Regions from separate parts of the Callithrix jacchus genome. Here region 1 is linked to region 2. A link is a contact called in public Hi-C data. All regions are on one chromosome and are shown on one strand. Each heading gives the region's core, a stretch centred on a gene start, on an enhancer-like site or on the middle of the called end of the contact. The rest is flanking DNA. Distances are from core to core; before and after follow the strand shown. Region 1 overlaps BTRC (beta-transducin repeat containing E3 ubiquitin protein ligase). Region 2 has its middle 17 kb from the start of LBX1.

What was found. Hi-C and Micro-C count contacts between places; a contact is called where the count stands out from the background.
Region 1: a Hi-C map of skeletal muscle shows a contact between it and region 2, with 9 times the contacts expected there. The contact joins two enhancer-like sites. A contact is called at or near these places in 3 of 3 Hi-C or Micro-C datasets (induced pluripotent stem cells and skeletal muscle).

What each region holds. Positions count from the first base shown.
Region 1 is chr12:94,394,247-94,401,536 of calJac240_pri, reverse strand. The region is part of intron 1 of BTRC (beta-transducin repeat containing E3 ubiquitin protein ligase); the gene reads right to left. Among named protein-coding and RNA genes, the nearest start is that of BTRC, 89 kb to the right of the region's middle. Within about 2 kb of position 5,731, at least 2 of the 16 cell types and tissues checked have an H3K27ac peak or open chromatin away from gene starts, as enhancers often do. A contact at or near this core is called in skeletal muscle, where this site is marked.
Region 2 is chr12:94,159,975-94,167,256 of calJac240_pri, reverse strand. No RefSeq gene overlaps it. Among named protein-coding and RNA genes, the nearest start is that of LBX1, 17 kb to the left of the region's middle. Within about 2 kb of position 2,551, at least 1 of the 16 cell types and tissues checked has an H3K27ac peak or open chromatin away from gene starts, as enhancers often do. A contact at or near this core is called in skeletal muscle, where this site is marked.

The sequences.
Region 1 (7,290 bases), core at 4,482-6,981, 230 kb before region 2:
CTAACTACCAAATCATGAGTGGGAACTACCAATTCTGAAGACAAGGATTGAAAATCCATGATCTACCAGTAGGAGGCACTGTAACAAATATTATCATCTCTTTTTAAGCTACATGTAGCCCTATCACAAACATCACTATTTTCTTAGAAGGTATGTAAAGGCAGAGAGAAAACCATTTAAGACATAGACTAGTCTGAAATATCCATGATCACTTTTTTGTTGAGATGAGATATATCTGATATGAACATAAGTATACCATTTCCTTGGGACTGCTACTAGGCCAGACCCCTAAGATCAATCAATGGGAAAAAAATACATATGACTACTGGTTATCAATACTAATAATTTATATACATAATGACTGGTACATAAGTACTTAATACATGTATAACAAATAACTATAAGCTCCTTGAGAGTCTGAATCTTAATTTATGCCAAATACTTTGTACAGTAATTGGCAAATAAAAGATACTCTATGTGAATTGAATGGAGTTGTGGCTAGTTGTGAAGGCCATGTTATCTGTAAAGCCTTACATCTACATGATGTCAAAAGGATTTTCTAAATCAGTAAAATGTCCCTAAGGACAATATAAAAAGTACAAATTACATGTGCTAGTCATTTTAGTGAGAGCTATTTGTATAAGAAATCTAAGTACCTCAATCTCACAATGAAAAACAAATTGGCCTACAAAATAATGGTATATATAAACATTTTAATAATGAAGAAATACACAGAAGAAATGAAAACTTTTCTATGCTAAATACTTGTCTCTTTATATTTAGTGTGATCAAGTGGAGAGTGATCATTTTAAATGCTCAGAACGGTAACCAATAGCACTATTCTGTTACTGAACTGGTTTTATATGCACACATACACATTCCATAAATCAAGTGATGATACATATGTATTTTTCTGTTAAGGGCCATTTTTACAAGTTAGAATGCCTAGAGTTAAACTGAATCAAAATATATTTCATGTTAAGTCATCCTCAATGTATTTGCTTTTAATGTTGCATAGGACTACATTTGCATGATGTTTACAAAAATCATTATATTGTGATTAAGATTCTTTTTTTCTTTTAAAGGAACAAAATCACTGACTTCACTTAGGAGGGTTTAAAACTTACCCAAATTTGTGGTAACGTTAATTTTTAAACTATTAAGTAGAACAACAGCGATCTTTACAACTTGCTTTAATACTACTGTAACTAAACATTTTTCTCTGTAACAATTTTTCATTTTATATAAGCATAATCATATACAAGCAAAATCTGATCACACCTTTAAACTGACTGACCTCAGTATTTCTAACAACCAGAAAAAAACTTGTATTTAAAAATATGAACAAGCCCTGTATCATTTATCCTTTCTGTGATGCTAAGATATTTTTAAAATGTTCATTTCTTTTTATGCTTATGTTACTAAAAGGCAAAATGAGAAAAAATATGATCCACCAACTTTTTTTTCACCAATTAAAAGAAATTTTTAATTCAATTGAATATTTGCAACTTAGTACTAAAAAAACTTTATGCCTAATAAAACACACCTTAATTTTTAATAAAAAAATTATCACATTCTTTTCTTTTCAATTTAGAATTACAAAAATACATCCTGGGACCTTTTGAAGTAAACTGGATGGGGTTAGACTGAGGTCACACTGTATTTTCTCTTCTCTGGAGACTACGTAGTAGTTCCATAGACTGCCATTAGATAGCAGCACAGTACACACCATCAGTCATGTCTCTCATAGTCTCTCCTGTTAAGGTTGGGATTATCTCAGTTACACACACACACACACACACACACACACACACACACAGATTCTAATTCAATTAGTGCAGTCGGCAACTCCAGAAAAGAGTAATTCAATTAGTGCATTGTGGAGCTCTACAGTACCTCTAAGCAGATGTTCACCATCTTCAGGAACTCGGGCTAGGTTTAAAATACCTGTACCACTCTGATATGCGACTACATTATATCATTTGTCAAAGTGCTTACATATGCTTTTCTGGCTTCAAAGAAAAGATGAGGAAACAAACCCAGGCTAAGTTCCTGGAAATTCTTCTGTCATTCACAACAAAGAGGTATGTGCAATCTTAGGCAGTAATTACATTATTCAAATTGTGTTCAAAACAAGATGTGTTTACACTGTATTCTGCCTTATTACACTTTTTTTTTTTTTTAAAGACAAAGTCTCACTCTGTCACCCAGGCTGCAATGCAGTGGGTGTGATCACGGCTCACTGCAACCTCTGCCTCCCAGGTTCAAGCGATTCACATGCGTCAGCTTCCCAAGTAGCTGGGATTATAGGCATATACCACCATGACCAGCTAATTTTTGTATTTCTAGTAGAGACAAGGTTTCCCCATATTGGCCAGGCTGCTCTCAAACTCTTGGACTCAAGTGATCCAACCGCCTCAGCCTCCCAAAGTGCTGGAATTACAGGCGTGAGCCACTGCACCCAGCCCAGATTTCTTTACACACTATATTATTGCAGATTTTTTTCAGCACTGCCTCTAGTTGTGCATGCCACAATGTAATGAAGACACTATCAAATGTGGGATGTATTCATGAGGATGGACAAGCAGGATAACACCAGAATGGGTTATGAAAATGGCAGGATTGCTGGGAGTGGTGGCTCACGCCTGTAATCCCAGCACTTTGGGAGGCCCAGACAGGTGGATCACGAGGTCAAGAGATCAAGACCATCCTGGTCAACTTGGTGAAACCCCATCTCTACTAAAAATACAAAAAAAGTTTAGCTGGGCATGGTGGTGCGTGCCTGTAATCCCAGCTACTCAGGAGGCTGAGGCAGGAGAATTGCCTGAACCCAGGAGGTGGAGGTTGCAGTGAGCCGAGATCGCGCCATTGCACTCCAGCCTGGGTAAAAAGAGCGAAACTCCGTCTCAAAAAAAAAGAAAAGAAAATGGCAGGAATGATTATTGACAGTTTTCTAAAGAAACACTAACAGAACCAGAAAAGAAACATTCACCCTGGGGAACAGAAGATATAAGCAACATGATAGCGATTCTCAAACATACAAATATGTGAAAAAGATAAAAATTTTATTACTACAGAAGGAAAAATTAGAATCAGTGGGTGGAAAAAAAACTTTACTTCCTTCTTGAGAAAAACTTTTTTTTTTTTTTTTTTTTTGAGACAGAGTCCAGCCCCAGGCTGGAATATGGTGGCACGATCTTGGCTGACTGCAACCTCTGTCTCGAGGTTCAAGCAATTCTCATGCCTCAGCCTCCCAAGTAGCTGAGACTATAGGCCCATGCCACCAGCCTGGCTAATCTTTTGGATTTTTTAGTAGAGACGAGCTTTTACCATGCTGCCCAGCCTAATCCTCAACTCCTGAGCTCAGGCAATCTGCCTGCCTCAGCCTCCTAAAGTGCTGGGATTATAGGCGTGAGCTACCATGCCCAGCCAAGAAAAAACTTTTTAATAGAATCAACAAAGTAGAAAGCAAGATCCTTCAAGACGTTGGATTCACCAATAATGGTGGTGAGCAGGCAGGGATTAGATGACTCCCTGCCAAACATATTTCATAAAGATTCCTATATTATGAGACATATGTGACTAGATGGTTCTCTGATGTCTGGTCCAATGCTTAAATTCTATGGTTCTATAAATACACTGACGTTTGCTCATGAGGCAAGCCTGGAGTTTAAATAATAAAGCTGATCATTAATTGTGGAGGTGTGGTTTAAAAAGCCCATAAACTGTGAGGCATTTTCACTGTATTGATGCATAATACACCAAAGAAGAAGAAATTTTGTATAGTTTCTTTTTACTAGATTTAGAAAACTCCATAAAAGCACATTTCAGTCTCATTTATTAAATACTTGTATTCCTCTTATTCTTCTAAGATTGCAAAAAATGGTTTGTTTTCATTCATCCTGTAGAAATCAGCCAATGAGAGATCAATTTCTACAAGAATGATTTTTGAAAACTCCCCTACTGAGTCAAGACAGTGGGTTCTCATAGCTTAAATGCAAATCTACATCAATGTTTATGCTTTAAAAATTCAGAGCAATATTTAAAAATAACAATAACTAGTTCTTAATATCCCTCCCTTTGGTATTACTTTCTGAGCACAATATTTTTAAGGACAAAAATCTGGATACAAAGGAGCAGGACTTATATTTTACAAGTATTATCTCCTCTCTTTCTAGCATGACCTCAAAGCAGGAATTACCAACACCATTTTTCCAGTGCATTTCACTGGACTGAAGCAAAACAGCTCTTGCCTTTCATATCTGCAGAGGAGAGGGCTAAGCTAAATGTTGCTTTTTTTTTTTTTTAAAGATAGAGTCTCACTCTTTCAACCCAGGCTGGAGTGCAGTCTTATGATCTCAGCTCCCTGCAACCTCAACCTTCAAGGCTCAAGCAATCCTCCCACCTCAGCCTCCCAAGTAGCTGGGACCACAGACCAGTGCCACCACGCCTGGCTAATTTTTTTTGTATTTTTGGTAAAGACAAGGTTTCACCATGTTGCCCAGGCTGGTCTGGAACTCCTGAGCTCAAGTGATCCACCCACTTCAGCCTCCCAGTGTTGGGATTTCAGGTTTGAGCCACAGTGCTCAGCCACTGATGTACTTTTCAATATAAACTCTCTTTTCAATACTCCAGAAGAACTACATAAAGGTTATTCTCAGTTAAAACTTTACTTACAAATTCTACGCCCAAAAATGGATGAAAATGAGAGCATAGATCAACAGTGCTTCCTTAGAAGAAAAAAGTTTTTTCAAATATATATGCTGTTTTAAGATGTACTGTAATTTACAAATTCCTACTCATAGCTTGAAAAAAAAGATGTAATTCAAAACATAATAGAAAACTCATTTTATTACTACAAAATATTTTCCAAAAATATATGGTGGCTTTTTCAAGGAAGATTTTCTATTCATGTGCCATAAGTTGGACTAATATAAGCACAATGTTTCTTCCATTATTATCTATTAATGAACTTTCTTACTATAAACACAAACTTTCCACATAAAAAAATTTTCTTTCCAAAATTTTAAGGTCTTCTATAATTTTACCACTTGTTGAAGACACTGGATAATCAAAGCAATAAATAAAATTGCTGGGTGAATTTTGATTGGCCTGGCAATACTGCCATATAGCAGACTATCAGTTTAATAAATTATCTCAATGGATCTCTTTACCTAATACCACCTTCCCAACTTCCTGCCTCCAAAAAAACAGAACTGCGACCTAATCTGATTCTTCCTTATAATAGGGTGTTCCATAAATCCCACTATTAATAATATACTAACCCAACTTTATCTCCTTTGCCCACAGCCTACATTTATTTCCCAGGGTTAAGTTTGTTTGGCTCCATCAGCACCACTTCTCTTTAACACTGTCCCTTTTCATGCATTTAAGGCAACTGCTTCCAACCCTATCAATGAAAGCAGACAAATGGGGGAAAAAGGAATGAACTGCAAACACCTCAAACAAGAAAGGTTGCTTAAAAAACCAAGTGTCACATTCTGACAGTTCAATATTTCATAGCCAATACAAGGAATGTGCAACGATACTGCAACTTTAAATCTTTTCTTCCTATGTCAGTCTCTCTTTCTCTCATTGTAATGCCAAAGGGAACAGCAATCAGGGTGGAGATGTTCAACGTGATAGAGGTCAGGACACCATCGGATCAACGTACCAGAAACACGACCTTGTTTATTTTTTTTCCACAGTATTATTGTTTACAGGGTGCTTTGCTCGTGTACCTTGTGGTTCTTAGCTAAAAGATGAAATTACAGCCCAGGATGAAGCGCTCAGGCACACATCCAATTTGTGTTTCCATCTCAGAAAACAAAAAGCTTCTAAGGCCCTCAGGCTGCCATTCAAACTTGGAGGCTGACATTTTTAACAGCATGAACCAGAGACTGGCAGAGAGAATGATCTAATGCATTTCTGACTTGTCAATCAAAAATCTCACCTCTGCTGTCTTGTAAACAGTTGGGGACCATCTAACTACATTCATAAACCTAGGGAGAGCTTACTGCCAGCTGGGGTGCTGTAGCCACATGCTCTGGCTTCTAGTCACCAAAATCATGATTCAGTTTTATAATCTCACTGTAAATAGTCCATAGGCACATTTCCAGGACTACTGGAATTGAACCAGAGTAGGAAATACAAGAGATTTTGGTCAAATACTATGTTATTTTCAAGCTGCTGGAATCCTGTATTCATTTTATCCTCATTTTACCAATTCTCCCCAAAAGATTGCACTGTGCTGTAGTTGACACAAATAATGACCTGCTTTTTTAAAATCTAGGGGAAATATGCTCTTATATTAAAATTTCCCTTATATTTTATTACCAGTAACAAAACAGGTACTCCCCCAAACAATGGCTCATATAAATGGTAGAAGCTACAACAAACAATAGCAAGTATATTTTGGTAAAACTAATCATATACTTTCTTTTAAATATAAAACTTACATTCATATTCAAAAGCTTTGTATTTACTAATTTGACATAATGTAGTATATGTATGTGTATATGTGAAACATAAAAACATAAAATGAGATTACTTTGATTGCTATTCTTTCCCTTCTGTTTAAGACCATCTAATCCAACACATGTAAAAAGTTACACCCAATCAGGCTAAAACTTGAATTTTTTCTTAAAGAATCAAGTATGAAAATGAATGCTCCTTTTCTTCATGTCAATTTTACGGGACACAGAATTCCAATTTAATTCATACCAAGCCAGAGATAATAGGTTTGCAACAAAGGTCTGGAGGATTAGAATGGTGCACCTGAGAACTTTAAAAGGCAGATAACAGATAACCCAGCAGGAGAAAGCACACTCCAAAATCCTGTTTCATTGTGATGTACTGCATCCCAAAGCCCAGATAACTATTTCAATATAATAGCCTTGTTCTTCAGAGGACTGAGAATAAGCTTAGACAAGCTCACAACTACTCAACATCACTCCCAGGAAGAGCAAACTCATGAGTATCAGGTCCCAATGGTAAAGTACTACAGTTCTTATATACCTAAACAGCCACACAGTCAAGAGATTGTTGTTGTTTTCCCTCAATGAGTCATCTGTAAATAACCTGGGCTTCTCTCTTCATGAAAAATGACAAGGGAAAGAGTTTTCTGAATTATATCTACTAAGATTCTGTAGCTTGGCAGTAGACATAAAATACCAAGTTTACAAACAACAAAACACTACCCTATAAAGCAGAACAATAGCAAAAGATGGTACAAATAGTTGTGGCAGTCACAAAATGTCCAATAATGATTCCTGAATAGCACAAAAAGAA
Region 2 (7,282 bases), core at 1,302-3,801:
TTACATTTTTTTTCCCACTGTCAGTTTAAGGAAATAGCCACCAAACGGAAGCCCAATTACACCGAAGCCTCCTCATTCACTTTATTAAGGACCCTGGATATGTTTCCATTTTCGCAGGAAATGAGGTCTGATCAAGCAGCACTAATACCTCCGGCCTCGGGGAGGAGGCGGGGACTCTCAGGGGCAGGCTTCATTCCGCGCTAGGCCGGGCCGCCTGCAGAGCCGAAGCCGCAAAGCGGGTGGCCCATCCCGGGGCGGCAGATACCCAACCCTTCACGTCTCCCAATTCCTCCCAGAACCTTGGATTCGTTCTGTTGGGGCCACCCACTCGGCAAACCCACACCTTCCCACATCTCAGCGTGCTAGGCTCGGGGCTACCCTACGCTGGCACGAGTAGGGGGCGGATGGGAGGGCCAGGAGAGTTGAGGGGACTTTGCAGTCCCAAAGAGAGACCCAGAGTCCTTTCAAGCTCCACCTACCCCCTTCCCAGGGGCTTGGCAACCACCGAGGATGCTGCTAAGACCCCCGGAGCTGGGCAAGCAGGCCTGGAAAGTCAGGAAGGCATCTTCCGGGGTCGCATGCCCCGCCTCCTGCAGTCTCTGATTCCAGTTTTCCATCGCCCCTGCAATGGGAACGCATCCTTTCCCGGCTGCCACCCTCTGCTTTTGAGAAAGAAGCCTGTGGGTCCAGGTCTCACCGACACGCTCGGGTCCGCCAGGCCTGACCCCGGCGCCGGCTGCTTTGGCCCCTCCTCGGATCTCGAGTTCCTAGACGGCGGCCAGGCAGGATCCAAGGCTGCACTGTGGCAGTGAGGCCACTCGGTCTCTCCAGGTCTTCCTTTCCTTCCACACAGGCCCCCGACTAAATTCGGAGGGTGAAGAGGAGTGGGAAGGATAGGGCCCTCACGCCAAGCCTCGGGAGAGGGGGATGGGCTGAAGGCAGGACCCCACAAGTTTGAGGCATCAGAGTCTCTAATTTGCAGGCGCCGTCGAAGCCAGGCTGGGCCCTATGGATCCGTCGGGAAAGGCCCCAGGCAGAGAATGGCCCGCGGCGCGGGGGTGTCCCCGAGAAACTAATTCTGATCTGGGGAACGGGCCTGAGTTGGATACTTTTAGAACCCTATTCCCCTTTCTCTTGGGCGCTGATGCGGGGATGGGGGGCGGATCGCAGTTCCTCGAAGCTTGGGGGCAGATCTTCCAGTATCAGGAGAAGCTGCTGTGGGTGTCCGAAGGAAGAGCTAGGAAGGGAGCCCGAAGGCCCGGGGGCCCACACCCTCTGCCCTCCCAGGCGCAAGCCCAGAGCAGCTGCTCACACACAGACCCGCAGATCCTGGGAGAAAAACAGAGGGGCATGCCCTTGTACGTTTGACTCCAGGGCCAAATCTGGCCTCTAAGATCCCGAATTCTTCTCCTAGAAATCTTAGAACGGAACCCATAAATCCAGAGACGCACGTGTGTCGACGACAGGCTCCCACCCCTCCAAGATCCTAGGGAAGGCTGGGGGATGCCTCCTCCCTCCCTCGCAGCGCCTGCCACACTTTTGTCCTCCTCTTCACCTCGCCCCCTTTTAAGCCTCCGGGGAACGTTGGCTGCCGCAAAGGCCCCTTGTACCCGGGCCATCCCGCTGTTTCTGGGAGGATCATAGGGTCTGGGCTCTTTCTTCCTGCAGCCCTCTCGGGTCTCCAAGCCGATCCCCTCTTGTGCACAGGTCTTCGAAAGGCCGCGCTTCTCTATGACACGGGCTTCGAGCGCCACCTAGCGGTACTTACGGAGATGCTCAGCAGCAGCGTGCGCCCTTCAGCCACCCCTTTCCCCACCCACCTGAGCTCGGCTATCCACATTGACGCGGTCCCACTCCCAAATCACACGCTTATGCGTGAACACGATTCACCCCATTTTATTATTATTATTATTTATTATTACTCTATCGCCCAGGCTGGAGTGCAGTGGCGCTATTTTGGGTCACTGCAGTCTTCACCTCCCAGGCTCAAGCGATCCTCCCACCTCAATCTCCTATGTAGCTGGAACTACAGACGCGCGCCACTATGCTTGGCTTATTTTTTTAAATTATTTATTTATTTAGACAGGGTCTTACTTTGTCACCCAGGCTAGAGTACAGTGACATGATCTTGGCTCACTGCAGCCTCCGCTATTCTTTTTTTTTTTTTTAACTTTTAGTGGAGACAAAGTCTAGCTATATTGCCCATGCTGGTCTTGAATTTCTGGGCTCAAGAGATCCTCCCTCTTCCGCCTCCCAAAATGCTGGGATTACGAGCGTGAGCCACGGTGCCCGGACTTCCTTTTAAAAATAGAGACCAGGGTTTCTGTCTGTCACTCTGACTCAGGCTGGAGTCCAGTGTCATGATCATAACTCACGGTCTCCCAAAGCTTCGGCATTACCGGTGTGAGCCATCGCTCCCAGCCTCTGACCTTCACTTCTTGTAAGTGAAGCCTTTAGTAGAGGCCCGCAAGGAATTGGCTAGGGGGACTCTCACTCGGACCCGGCAGACGTGCGGGACGCTGTTTCAGGGATTGGGTTTGGGGTGGGGTTGAGGAAGGGACCACCCCATGTCTCTGCTGTTGGGGAGCTAAAAAAAAAAAAAAAAAAAAAAAAAAAAAAAAAAAAAAGGTTCTCCTTGGGGCCCAGTTATGAGCCCCTCTCACTTCTATTCCTACCCGAGCCCGGCCCCCAGCTCAGTTCCTGGTACCCTGCGGGCAAAGATCAGAACTCTCCCGGCTCGCAAAGTTGGGTCCTCGCACCCTGCTCTGCTTGGGAAAGGTTAGGCAGGAGCGCCCTCTGCTGTCTATTGTGGGGCACTGCGGCAGGCTGCCGAGGGGGAAGCTGAGAAATTCCTATAATTAGTTCACAGTCTTCTCAGCTATCCTGCTGCCTTCAGGGAGGAGGTCCCTTTCCCAAAGGTGCACCAGGGCTCCTCCGATATTCATGAGTTTGCACAGGGAAGGGATGACTCAGTGTTGCTGAATTCCACCTGCACTGCTAGTTCTGCACTAATCTTATCTCTCTCACTCCTGCTGTGGGGTGGGCTGCCTCCCAGCTGATAGGATACGTGGAGGGAAGAAATTTCTTGCCCTGCACCAGGGTATATACATCATATTGCACAGCATAAATATATACAATGTTTACTTGTCAATTAAAAGTAACAATGCATAAATTGCTGGGCCCAGTGGCTCACACTTGTAATCCCAGCACAAGGAGGGCAGATCACCTGAGGTCAGGAGTTTGAGACCAGCCTGGCCAACATGGTGAAACCCCGTCTCTACTAAAAATACAAAAAGTAGGTGGATGTGGAGGTGGGTGCCTGTAATCCCAGCTACTCAGGAGGCTTGAACCAGGAAGGCAGATGTTGCAGTGAGCTGCGATAGCGCCATTGCACTCCAGCCTGGGTGACAAGGGCAAAACTCCATCTCAATTTAATTAATTAATTAATTGAAATAAAAGTAACAATGCATAAATAAGAAGAAATTTCTTTGCCTACAGTGTGATCATCAGGCCTGATTTGGATGGGCCATGTTCCCCAGCTAGCACACTACAGAGGGAAAGGTCAGGGGAAGAGTGAGTGCCAACCCAGGCTCAGTCCAGGGGTCTTGGGCAAGTTGTTCAGAGTAGATAAAAACTGGTGAGAGGTGGTGACAGCTCTGCCTGGCACTTCTAGAACAGCCATATATCCCTGAGCTTCTGGTGACATCCTGGCAGAAAACTTAATAGGTAGAGGGTGCAGCAGGAAGTTCTGTGCCCCATGATGCCCTCATGGGGCCCTCACGTGCCTGACACACACAAGCACTGATGCCCTGGGGCACCAAACACTCCCCCACACCGTCCCAGGCTGCCACCTTCTCTTGACACTGAACCCCTGACCCTGCAGAGCCACACCCACCCAAGACCCACTCCTGAGACCTGTTCGCAACCCACTGCAGGAACTTCTCCAATCCTGAACATTTAGGAGAAGCAAGGATCAGGGTGGGATGAACCCCTGGGCAGGTGTGGGAGGACGCAGTCTGTTAAGGTCACTCTAGGTGTTTGTCCTCAATTTTGAGACTGTCCTTAGAGAAAGGGAGCAGTGTGTCTGAATGTGTGACAGGAGGGGTACTAGGCTTCAAAAGTCCCTTGTGACCTGAGATCTGGTGACAGCCTTTCATTTGAGGCGATGCTCTGTGATTGTTTGTAAGTCTCCCAGAACTCTGTCCCAGATCCCCTCTTGCCCACCTGCCATGTCCACAGAGCGGGACATCCCCCCAGACAGAGATCAGATTGGCCACAGGTATTGGGAATTTCCACTTACTCTAAGTAGCCAGAGAAAATGAGAGTCCTGAACCCCAAGCCTTAGATGGGAAAGATGTGAAGGGGATCCTCTGTCTTCCTTCCATCCATTTCCATCCTTTTTCTCTTGGGGTCTTAAGTAGTTTTTCCTGGCAAGATGTACTCCCAGAGTGGACATCTTGGGGTCCCTGGAGTCACTGCACTACAGCCAGGATACCTCGTGTCCCTCCCTTCCCCCAGGATGGGAGGGCAGCAGGGAGGAGCTGCTGATGGGCCTGGCTGTGTGCTAGTCTGAGCTTGAAAACATGCAGATTTCAGGGCCCCACTTTAGAGCCACTGAAACAGAATCGGGGAGCAAGGCTGAGAATTTTCCCTTTCATGAAGCAGCCTGCTCCTTCTTTCCCTTTCCCAGATTCTTCTGGGAAAACTGCAGAATCTCTCCCCTTCCCATCTGCTCCTCCCCAGCATGACTTCCAAATGTGGAAATCCACCTGCCATTTAGGATCAGACATCCTGGGTTTAAGTCTGTAACTTTCTAGCTGTGGGACTCCGGCAAGTCACTTCATCTCTCTAAACCTCAGTTCCATCATCCGTGAGCTGGGCATAATAATCCCTGCCTCAGATGAGCTAATGTCTCCACAGGGTGCGTTGCAAAAGGCATATTTCAGTTCAAATGCTGGTGATTATTCAGGAACTTCAGTGCTGGACGTAGAGGTGTGGGTAAGCCCAGGAAAACCTTCTCCTGGCCTGACCAGTGAGCTCTGGAGACAGGAGGAAGATGATCCCGAGATTAGAGTCCATGCAGGGCGGCCCCCTCTTTCAGAGAGCTCCATCCTTGTGGGCATGTGAGGGTCTCTTATTTGCTGCTCACCAGGGGATCCACACTGTGTGGCCTTTTCTTCCCAGCCCACCTTTCCCACCAAAGATATATAGCTGGTCTCTGAGGGCGGAAGAAAGAAGGAAAATATCCATGCCAATTACCTTCTTCAAAAAGAAATTTGGGCCGGGTGAGGTGGCTCATGCCTGTAATCCCAGCACTTTGGGAGGCCGAGGTGGGTGGATCACCTGAGGTCAGGAGATCTAGACCAGCCTGACAAACATGGTAAAACCCCATCTCTACGGAAAATACAAAAAAATAGGTGGGTGTGGTAGCGGGTGCCTGTAATCCCAACTACTCAGGAGGCTGGGAATCGCTTGACTCTGAGAGGTGGAGGTTGCAGTGAGCCGTGATTGTGTCACTGCACTCCAGCCTGAGCGACAAGAGTGAAACTTCGTCTTGAAAAAAAAGAAAGAAATTGGACTTACTTAATGTCAGTTTCAGACACTGGGAAACTGCACACCAAGTTCTGGGGAAGCTGTTAGAAACACACAGGCTGAGCTGTGGTACATTTCTGTCACAGTCTCCAGCTATTGGGATTCCTTTGTCCCTGGGGGTGAGACCCACTGCCTTGGAATACCTAGTGTTATGAATCATAAGCAGCCAGTGAGGTCTCCCAGAAAAGCCCTCCTAGAGACCACCCCGCTCCACATCTCTGGTTTTCTTCCAAAGATGGGGCAGGGAGCAGGGAGCTGGGCAGACCATGGGGGCAATAAGCTAGAGTGACATGGACTTGGAATGACAGGATAGGTCTAGGAGCTCGAGGCTGCAGCGAGCTATGGTTGTGTCACTGCACTCCAGCCTGGGTGACAGAGTGAGACCCTGTTTCTTAAAAATAAGTAAATAATAATTTAAAAAGCAAAATGCAATGCTTGCAAAGCATTGAAACTTTAGGCAGGCGCCTTGGTCATTTCAACAGGCAGCTGTACTGTGGGCAGAGCCTCTTGTTCCGATTCCCTCCTTCAGTCCCTGGGGAACCTGGAGATGTAGGCACTAGGCGTTCCGATGCCCACTGTACAGACGGAGGCAAGAGCCTGGGGTGCGGGTCAGGCGGCTGCCTGAGTGCAGGTCTGTGGACCTCTGTGCAGAGACAAAATGAGCATCTTGAGTGTTTTTTGTCCTGGTCTGAGCCCAAGAGGAGGAAGACTGAGAGTATCCCTATAGGGCCCTCAGGGAGCCCCAGGCAGTAAGTGTGGACCGAGGCTTGGAGTGGATCAAGGTTTACCTGAGGCTGACCCCAGATGGCTGTTGTCAGTGGGAAACCAGAATCGGCCCTTCTTTGAGGCTGTGGAGCCCACGCTCTGCTCTTCTTTTGGGCTGGGAGCCAGGAGTCAGGCAAGGTAGCAAATGTGTGACCTCAGGATGGCAGCCTTTCCTTTCAGCATTTCTTCCCCTCCCTCCCGCAGGGGAGTAGACATCCAACTCTCCAGTTTCTTCCACTCAGAGTGTGGTCCTTGGCCTGGCAGTATCAGCAGCACCTGGGAGCCAGTTAAAAGAGTGGAATTGCTGGGCCCACCCAGGCCTACTGAATCAGAATCTGGATGTTAATGAGACTTCCCTGAAAGCTTCTTGCGTACACTGAAGTCGGAGAAGTTCAGCACTAGACCTCTCTTCTCCATCCACAGGTATGAGCCTCATTCACAGCAAGAGGCCTCCTCAGAAATGCGAGGGTGGGGTGGCGGGGGTGCAGGATGCCTGTTTTGTTTAAGACCTGCAGCCTTGAGCAGGGCTCAGTGGTTCCCCGAGCCTGTAATCCCAGCTACCTGGGAGGCTGAAGCAGGAGGATCGCTTTAGCCAGTCGTTGGAAACCAGCCTGAGCAACATAGCAAGACCCCATCTCTAAAAAAAGAAAAAGACTACTGCAGCCTGGGTAACAACAGCGAAACTCCGTCTCAAAAAAGAAAAAGACAGTTGGTGCACTGGCTTCAGCACTTTGGGAGGCCAATGCAGGTGGATCACCTAAGGTCAGGAGTTTGAGACCGGCCTGCCCAACATGGTGAAACCCCCTTTCTACTAAAATTACAAAAAATTATCTGGGCATAGTAGTGGGTGTCTGTTATCCCAACTACTCAGGAGACTGAGGCAGGGGAATTGCTTGAACCCAGGAGGCGAAGGTTGCAGGAAGCC